2 separate regions of the Mus musculus genome follow, and region 1 is linked to region 2. Evidence: chromatin contacts called from public HiChIP or PLAC-seq data. All regions are on one chromosome and are shown on one strand. Each heading gives the region's core, a stretch centred on a gene start, on an enhancer-like site or on the middle of the called end of the contact. The rest is flanking DNA. Distances are from core to core; before and after follow the strand shown. Region 1 has its middle 9.5 kb from the start of Gm46509. Region 2 overlaps Asap1 (ArfGAP with SH3 domain, ankyrin repeat and PH domain1).

Region 1 (5,067 bases), core at 452-2,951, 290 kb before region 2:
AGTAACTGACAAAAGTCATAATTTTATTAAAAGGATATTTATATGGCTGGCCAAAAAGCACATGCATAGAACTCTAACTTGATTGACAGTCAGAGAAAGAAAATGCCAGTGAGTCAACTGGCAAAAGCACTAAACTGTTTCAGTGATAATGTGGCTTGCATTTCTGAGGGACTATAAATTGGGATAGCCACTTGGGGGTAATGTTGGGCAATGTCTAATAAAGTTTAACATACACTCACTCAGCAATTGCTATGTTGCTATGCCCAGTAATTCTACTTCCTAAATATAGCATATGTATATGTGTGTGTGGATAGATAGATAGATAGATAGATAGATAGATAGATAGATAGATAGATAGATAGATAGAGCTCATTAATTTTTTTAACAAGGTGAAATGAACCATAATGTTTAGGATAAAAGAGGAGAATGAAAGACCATGCCACTATGCTGTATTTTTTAAAGAATCAACAGGTAACACAATTGCTGGATGCAACAACTAGCATCCTAATTTGTAAACTATTCTGAGTTATAAATCCTCTGGTAGCAGATCCCGATGAATCTGCCACTTGAACCAGAAGCCTCCCCTACCTACACTGTGTCCTCCATAATTTCTCCAATCCAAAAGGGAGTATCTTTCTCCTGCCTCCCCTCTTCCTCTCTCTGACCCAGAAGTCCCGCCTACTCCTTGCCCAGTGATTGGTCCCTAAAATCTTTGTTCATTAGGGGAAGGTTCTGCTACATCTCACCTTTCTGTATTAAAAAAACAAACAAACAAAAATAAAACCCCAAAAAACTTTTCTCTCAAATATAAACTGAGTATATCTATTACCATTCTGTAATTTATAAAGTATACGATACACCTAACATCTAGTCCATTATTTTGGTCAATTAAATGGAACACTCTGTTAGCTAGCATAACTTTTAAAAAAAGGCTTATATTTCCATATCTATTATATCCTGGTTTAGCTTGTATATGATCTGAAAACTATCCTCTTAAATACATTCTTTCAATGCTAATAGGCCTGGGTTGGCTATGAAACTATAACTAGTCTTTCAACTCAGTCAGAAATCTGAGAATGACCAATATTATCTGGAAATATAGGAAGCCCAGCACAGCTTCCAGAACTGAGACTATTGTAGAGACAGCTGCCTACCTATACAGCTCCTGTATGTCAGGAAGTTGGAGCATCAGTCTTCAGCCTTCTGGCCCAGGGTCATCTGACAGACCTTTGTAACACAGAATAGTGAAGAACTAATTACATTGTCTTGGCAGAGATTATAAGTCAACTCTTCTGCATAGTGGGTCCTCTTTCTGGACAGTATTTTGTCTGGAGATAAAAATAGGTAATTTTTGCCCAGTGGCTACACATTCACAATGTAGTATCCTACCTGGAGGTAGAGATGGTCAATTTCTTCTTAGAATCCACAAAAGGGGAGCTGCTAGGAACAGATATGTCTCAACAACAAAATAATAAATAGCATTAACTGTCTGCACTGGTCCCCAGACTAAATTTCTATCTCATAGGCTAAGAATCTTAAATTTCTAGTGGATTCTAGCACCTCACCTTGAGTGCCACCTGTTGAGTGAAATATTTAGAAAGCAATCCATGCCCCTGCTGGCAGGGCACTGGTGGACAGGCCAACTGTTCTCAGCCTGGCAGACTCTCTGACTCAGACTTCCAAAAGCTCTCCACCCAGCTTGCTAAGTTCCCAGGGTGGGCCACTACCATGCACTCCTCACACTTCCAAATTCCTGTGGCTGGCTAGGGTGCCCTGTCAGTGTACTTTTCTCTGGAACCCAGCTGAGCCACTGTGTGAATAAAAACACTGCACAATCTTAGTTTAGAATCAACAGATTACACAACCACTAAGCACAGTAACTAGCATCCTAATTTGTAAACTATTCTAAGTTATAAACCCTCCAGTAGTGGGTCCTGGCAGATCTGAAACCTGAAATGGGGAGGGGGGCTCCCCTACCTACATTGTGTCCTCCATCATCCCTCCTGTCCAAAATGGCAAGCTCTATTATTTTTAACTCATAAACTAAAGCTTGCCATAGTATATAAGAAAAAATATAGACATATAGAGGGCTGAGGATATAGCTCTGTTAGTAGAGTGCTCTGGGTTCTATCCTCAGCACCAAATAAACTGGGTGTTTTGCCCACCTCTAAGGATCAGTTCAAGGTCATTCTCTACTTAGAGAGTTAGAGGCTAGACTGGGATACATCAGACTCTGACTCAAGATTACTTAATTAGTCATTTAATATGTGGAGACCTTACCCTGAAAATGAACTCTAGGTAAAAAGTAGAGTCTATATAAATCAATAAGATGATTATCAATAGCAGTGCAAAAGAAAACTAAAGATCACCAAAAAATGTGCATTGCACACGCACATTTAAATGAAGTGGATAAAGATGCAAGATTCAGTGGGAGAAGCCCCTCCCCCCTCAAAACGAGATGGAGACAGGGGGTGATTTGAACAGAAAATACATCAGAGTAACAGAAGTGTTTCATGTGTTTCATATGTGGTATAGGTTGTGGTCACATGAGACTACATACCACCAATTGCCAGCTTAAAAGAAACTGCACTTCAATAAACATAGGGGGAAATGGAGCTAATGGTACAGGGAAGTGTTTGTGATGTGTAATGGCATTCTTTATAGAAGTAGCTGCATAGTAGTACAATATGATTGCAGTTTGGTCAATCACCTAATGAAGGACCATAATCTGAAGCAGGAAGTGTGCTCCTTCTGCTTCTTGCAGATATATAGTTCCGCTCCTTGTTTCCTGGGGGATCTTGGGTAACTCAATAGGAAACGGAACATATTTTCAGCATAAAATATCTCAAGACAGTAAGGTGAGAGGGAGCTCCTATAAGTGTGTATTTCCCGTCTTATCCCTCCTTGCCTCTCTCCTTCTCTCCCTTCAGTTATATATAGTTTGCCTCTTTTTGTAGCTCTTCCACCTTAAAACCATAAAAGGTGGAGAAAAAAAAACCTCCTCAAGTAAAAAGGAGAGAAAAAATGACAGCAGAAAGAGAAGACAGGAGAGGGGGAGGTAATAAGTCAGAAGATGGAAACGGCACCATTAAATGCAGTCATGGCTGGTCCCAAGTTAGACTGTGTACAAACTGAAAAATTAACTCAAAAGTGTAATCCGTGCCTTACCATTTGGAGGCAGTCCTTTCTAATCAGGTGTTACTCGATTTTTCTTTCTAGTAAGCAGTTGTTCCCAAGGGATTACAACAAAGAAAAACAAAGGCATGGAGGAAGTGTATGGACATCCCCCCCACCCCATGCTACATCCCCCACTCCTTTCAAACCTGAGCACCCTCCAAGGAAGATTCTAGAATCAGGGTCTGTCAGCAGTGACCCTGCTTGCTCCTGCTCATTTCTCCTTGACTGCTTTTCAGAGAAACCCCTGGGTGGTCTAGCACCCACCACCCATCATTGAAAGGAACTGCTCCACACATTCCAGACACCTCCCCAACAGGGTTACAGACCACCCCAAAACCAAAGTCAGAAAGAGTTGGGATTCTAGTCTCATTGATCCAAATTAACACTGACAGATCATCTCTCTCTTATTACAAAGTCCAAGCACAGAGGTTGGTTTACAAAGGATTTTGTATCTTCTGCTCGCCCCAGACCTCTAGGTTCAAATTCTTTAATAGTTCCATTTAATTCCAACTTCAGCTGCCACTGCTGCCAAGAGGTTTCTGTCTAATTCTGGCCATATCGACTTTCCCCTTGTCTGCCTGCCTAAAGCAATTATAAAGAAATGCATGAGTCTGAGTATCCAATCAGAAAGCACTATAGTGTTCTCCATCTCAGTCCTTCTCTAACCCCACTACGGCATCACCAGAAATGTGCATACACTCATTCACTTGTCTGCAAGCGGCCCTGAATACCAGGCAGTGCAATCTCATTTACCAAGCACAAAATTTTTTACTTGCCCAAGACTATACCACTCCAGGGCTGGCATTTAAGACCAGTGCCCCTTCAGGCTACCCATCATTTGTCATGGCACTTATGTCAGTATCCCGACACTGTTGACTTCTGTGCCTGTCAACTTCTAGAGGAAAAGGACTGAATTATATTTACTTTGTAAGTGTTCGACTTCCTGATACAGAATGGGCACTTGTCAGCTGTAAATAATCTGACCTGAATTCAGTAATTGTCCACATGCAGCAGTTCTTTGTTATCCCTGGGGGATACCATCCCTGAGTGGCCAGATCCACATGCTGCAAGACAGCTGATTCTCAAGCTCATTCTAGTGTTTATAATTTTATCAACAGCCCTAAGAGAGTTTGAGCTCTGGCATTTTTCACTTGTGCACACCAGTCACCTGGGATCTTGATAAAATGCAGATCTGGGTAAGATGGTAGAGTTCTAGTTGCCTCCGTGTGACACGGTAAAGATTCTGAATCAGAAAAGTAGACATGTTGAAGACTCAGAAAGAGAAGACCTTTCAGAAATCCACCAAGAGTGTGCTAGAACAGATGCAGAGTGTTGGACACAAGATAACGAAATCAACAGGAGGTGGCCCAGGCTGAACTGAGCTCCAACAACTCAGCTCCTGGCTTTCGGAAGAAAAGCAAAAACCCCATTCCAGGCCCTGATGGAAACAGATTAGCAGTCCTTCCCTTGGGGAAAACCCACAACCCTCTCAAGCTTCAAATTCCTTACAGGCTTTAGTGGGACAGTGATTCCTCTAACAGACAGGTCACCACAAGGGCACAAAAATTCCATTTTGTCACTCAGTACAACTTGGTAGCTGTGCACTATCTTCAACCCTGCTGTGTAAAAATACACTACCCAGAGCACTTGAGGACAGGAACAATCATAAATCAGGAAGCTTGAGTCTAACTTGCCATAGCACCAAGAGGGACTCCTTGGAGGCAGTCATGGACAGCAGCCTCTTGTACCTTGCCTCTCCCTTCCCTACCCTTTTCAAGCTGAGAAGATACAAGCATCAGGGAGTTGGGCTCAGGAAGTGAGTCCTATTACAGAAAAAAGTAGCCCTCCCTCTCTAACTGAGAACAACATTGGAATTTGACAGCCCAGAGC
Region 2 (4,722 bases), core at 1,930-4,429:
TGGCTTTAATTCTCCCTCTGCGGCATTCCTTTAGTTCTGTGTGTTTGAAATTCAAGGCCCGTTCTGGTTTCAAGTACACTTTTTAAAGTCTGAAACAGAAATGTATTATTGGCCTGATGATGACTTACGGAGGCCAGTAATGGGTCTATGTAGGAGCCACAGTGCTGCTTTTGTTAGTGGTTTAAGTGCCTTTGACTGCTCTGTCCCCTCCACCTCCTTCTCCTCCCTCAGGTTTCTTGAATCGCGTTAAGTAATTTGATATTCCTCTCGTCCTGCATAATGCAAGCTAACATTGGCAAATTGTTGTGAGAGTGCTTCAGGGAAAGAATTCAGCTCAACACACAGCAGTATAATCTTGTGGCGATTGTAGATGGTTCTTAAAGTAGAGTGATCAAGAAGCTTTGAATTTCTTTCGTTTTTTTTTTTTTCTTTCAGGTTTAGCATACTCTACAATACTGGATTTTAAAAATACTCGGAGAGAACAGATCGTCCGTGATGCCTCTAACCCAACTATTTTTAGTTACGATTTTTAAGTCTTTCTTTTTTCTAGTTTTAAACAGTGGCCTTTGCCTTCTTGCTTTATACTGTTTTATGGGTTTGCAGTCTTCTGTTAGTTTTTCGAGTAGCATAATATAACTGTATGGAACTGTTTGTCACTGTCCCAAACCATTTCTGTGTAATCTTCTCTCTGGAGATTGCCTAAATTTTGGCTAATAACCATCACTGTTCTAATTCACTTCTGAGTCATTAGCCTTTTTTTTTCCAACTGAGCAATTTCCTTGGCATGCATTCCCAGAAGGAAGATGCTAAGATAGGAATTGTGGAGTGCCAACTCTATGCTGCTATCTGATGCTGGCAGTTGCTTGGTCAGCAGTGTATGGCACAGCTGTCCGTAAGAACCATCGCTATAGAATGCTCCGCTCTCTAGTTGCTTTAGCCATCTCTGCGCTGGTGGCTCCTGAGTTTATCTAGACAGGCCTCACTCGATGTCCTTTTTAACAGACTCCACGTGAAGTACTACCAAGAAGGAAAGGTGGCAATCATAGCTGACTGTCCCGTGAAGGAAGGTGGAGGTACCGCTCTGACTCACTGCCTCATAAGAGTTAGGTCGAGGAAGCTCTTCACTGTATGTTCTCAACCATAGTTGAGACCCTAACTCCCGAGGTGGATGGCCTGGGCTTGATGCCCAGCTCCCCATTTACCTACTGTTTTGAGTTGAGTAAGCTGCTTAGCATTCTTCTTCAGAGAAATTGTCATCATATTCTGATTTTCCTTAGGCTTAAACTACTGGTGCTCTGGATATTCTGACCGTTTGATTCTTTCCTTGTGCTCTGGCTCTTTATTTTCTGAGGCCAGGTGGAACGCCCGTCTTCTCAGTCACCTTTGCCCTGCCCTGCCCAGCCAAGCAGGACGTGTAGAGCCTTCTGAGTAGTATAGTGTTGTTAGCACTTTGCTGTCTTCATGGCTTGGATGTGCACTAGCACTGCCTTGTCCTGCGTTTCAGGCAGGGAAGCATTTTACTTCCCATCTTGTGTTCATGTTCCAGGGACGGGTGATAAACATGTTAGTTAGCTTGAGTCGGTGCTTAGATTTCTGACATGAAGTGAGACAAGATAAAGTATGATATAATGAATCTCTGAGTAACTACAGGAGGACAGTTATTTTTGTAAAGTAGTTTGTACGATTGTTGTGCAAACTAAACAGATTGGCATGTTGAGAGGCAGTGCTTGGGCCAGGTCTTTAGAGATGGTGACAGGAGCCATACTGCCTCTCAGCTACTTGGCTACACCAGTACCATTTGTAGACTGATGAGTGAAGGCTGCGCCAATGTCTGTCTGGCCTGAGTGCCGGGGATCACAGGATCGTGGCTAGACCCTAGTGACGTGTTCCTCCCAGGTGAACTGTAAAAGAGGTGAAAGAGTGTCTGTGCTTTATCCCTCCCCTGCTCTCTCTGTGTGACATGCTGCCTGCTTACCATTTCTGATCTGAATCTGTAATGTTTCCAACTCTGATGTTTCAAGTCCCCTGTCTGGAGGTAGGCCGTTCATACACTTTCTTTGTTGGCCTTCATACCATGCCACGTTCCCATCATGGTTAAGAATTCTTTCCGCTTTCCAGTTATGCTGTTCCTTCTCATCAGTTCTCACAGGGTCTCTCATAACTGCCGCTGCCTTCAACACAGAGCAGCAGAGTGAGAAAAGCTCGCGTGGATCACATTTATCAGGACGTGACCTTAAGACAAGCCACTCAACACCTTTACACCTCAGATTCCTCCTCTGTGCAATAATTAAGAGTGCCTGCCTCCTTAGTGTTTCTCTGTGCCAAGCTCATAGGAAGCCCTCAAAATCAGTCATTGTAGTGAACCTCAAGGAGCTTACTAAAGAAGGTCAGCAGAACTAGCTAGGCTGTGTGCCTTGATCTTATTTTTTAATAATTCTTTGCCCTCATGGGTCAGTGTGCCTCACTTTATAGGGATGTGTAAGTTGTGCATGAGTTAAGGAAGGCCATTTCACTTAGCACGCCTGAGCTAGCAGAGGCTCAGATCAGCTCCCTCAGAAGGACAGCTGTTGGCTTTCCCACCTCCTGACCCACCTTCTTGTGGTCCCTTTCTTGTATTTATTTTTTCTTTGCTGTCTGACATGGACTTGTATCTGTTTCTTTTCTTTTCTTTTCTCTTCTTTTCTTTTCTTTGTTTCTTGCTCATAGTGGTGTTTCTTCCTCAGTAGTTGTTCAACACCAGTGGTGGCTTCTTGTGCATCACTTGTCCCACCCCTTCTTTCTAACTCCTGCAGTGGGACCTGATAGGCCAGCTTGTCCCGCTTCTGCAGCCAGATAGACATCTCTAGGTTGCTGGATCAGCCTGTCTCCCCTGGTGATTTTAGCAGTGCAGCTAGAGGAAAAAGTATAGCCCCTGGCTACCCTGGATCTCATCTTCAGCTTCAGAGTAATTGGAATCAAGCACTATACACAAGTAAATGATTTAGGAGCTATTCCTATTCACACATCTATCACTGGGGATAGGAGTCTTGTCCTTTGATTCCATGTTACGGAAAAGCAGAAATATTCGCAAGACAAGTGGGTAAGGGAAACTTGTTGTTTGTGGAGCTAGTTCTCCCTTGATACGAAGCAGATCTTTGTTTGGAATGTAGCAGTCTCTGGTGCGGTGAGTCAGGCCTTCCACTGGTTTGCATTTTTCATTAGTGTATCATTTAAGGAAATCCTGTGGTCAGGGCCTTGGAACAAGCCTGTGTTTATTCTTCTGCTAAAATAAAAAAAAAAAAAAAAAAGCAAAACACTTAATAATGTATCTGAAGATAAAGTTGTGTTTCTGGAGCTGTTTGCCTAAAATTTGGAAGGGGAACAGTTTTCAGTGCTTATTGTAAGTCTTTTCAGACTTTTTGATGTCCTTCATTCCAGTGTGGATCATAGAAAGTGGGACGTTCTTCTAGTTTAAATATTATAGATACTTGTAGAACTAGGGCTTCTGATTAACATCAGTGAGTTCCTTATTCAATAAAGGATTGATTTTTATCCTAAGTGTCTACTGAAAAGGACCACACCAACGTTTTGTTTAGTATATCTAACACCCCACATGTATTGTTTTATTTAGCAGCTCTAGAAAGAGTATAAAATACATTTTTCTTTACATGCTGAGTATTAAAAGAAAATCATGATGGTTTATAGTGCTTTGAAGTTACTCCTATTTGAATTTTTGAAAGAATACAGTTCATATGACCTTTTCTGGCTGCTAAGCATATTCATTTTACTCATCCTATAAGCATTTATTCTAGACATACAGTTATAAGAGTGTGTTAGTTACTAGGAATAGAGGTCAAGTGTCAGCAATTTCAGTTAAGATGAGATCCTGTGACTATACTCTTGGGCCCTTCAGGTCCCCCCTTATCGTTGACTTGGCGTCCTTCCATATGGGCAAACATCACCACATTAGGCTGGTTGGATTTAGGAACAGAAACTTGCTGTTAGCCCAGTCTGGCCTCACACTTACTGCACTCTTGCCTCAGGTTCTTTAAGAGCAGGAACTGCACATAAATTTCCCAGGGGCACTTGTACCTGGAGGGCTATCAGATTCCAACTTAACCACACCAAAGTCCATATGGCTCTCCCCACCCATGATCTCATCTCAACCTCTCTCACCGTTAGAGATCCCCCAGGCTCCTCCAAGCCTCCCACCATGTTCTTTCTCTAGTACTTTCCAAACTTGCCTCTGGAGCTTGTATCCTCCCAGAGGCCTGATTGGCCCATGTTTCCCAAGCACTTGGGGTTATCTCAGGATCTGCCTTCCCATTTACTGAGCTTCTGAGGAACCAAATGCCCTCATAGGCCATTGGAGCCTGGAGTCACCTTCATATCCTCCTCATAGAAACCCCCATGAGTAAGAGGCAGCTCTCTGTTTAGTCTCTGTACTAGACTGTCAAACTCTGGACTTGGGCAAGTTGTTTATATTCTCAGGGCTTGGAGTTTTGCTTTTGGTTAAATAAATATGAAAATTAGGCTATATCATCCACATGTAGGGTTCTTCTAGCTCTATAGTACTATAAAAATGAGGCTAACCTTTGGCTTTTGGAAATTGGAGTTTTTCCATTTCAACTGAATCCTGGTTAACACAGAGGATAATGAGCTTCATTGAGTACAAAGACCAGCTGGCCAAAGCTCCTTGTCTAGGAGCTGCATAGTCCGAGTAGAGTGGCTTGATGAGGTGGG

What was found. HiChIP or PLAC-seq counts read pairs in DNA pulled down with a chosen protein or histone mark.
Region 1: a FOXA1 HiChIP or PLAC-seq map of pancreatic cancer cells shows a contact between it and region 2. The contact joins two enhancer-like sites. A contact is called at or near these places in 3 of 484 Hi-C or Micro-C datasets (the C2C12 cell line, the HL-1 cell line and muscle stem cells) and 2 of 115 datasets of contacts at active chromatin or transcription factors (pancreatic cancer cells and vascular smooth muscle cells).

The regions. Positions count from the first base shown.
Region 1 is chr15:64,510,500-64,515,566 of GRCm38.p6, reverse strand. No RefSeq gene overlaps it. Among named protein-coding and RNA genes, the nearest start is that of Gm46509, 9.5 kb to the right of the region's middle. Within about 2 kb of position 1,701, at least 8 of the 459 cell types and tissues checked have an H3K27ac peak or open chromatin away from gene starts, as enhancers often do. A contact at or near this core is called in pancreatic cancer cells, where this site is marked.
Region 2 is chr15:64,222,043-64,226,764 of GRCm38.p6, reverse strand. The region is part of intron 3 of Asap1 (ArfGAP with SH3 domain, ankyrin repeat and PH domain1); the gene reads left to right. Among named protein-coding and RNA genes, the nearest start is that of 1700010G06Rik, 90 kb to the left of the region's middle. Within about 2 kb of position 3,179, at least 85 of the 459 cell types and tissues checked have an H3K27ac peak or open chromatin away from gene starts, as enhancers often do. A contact at or near this core is called in pancreatic cancer cells, where this site is marked.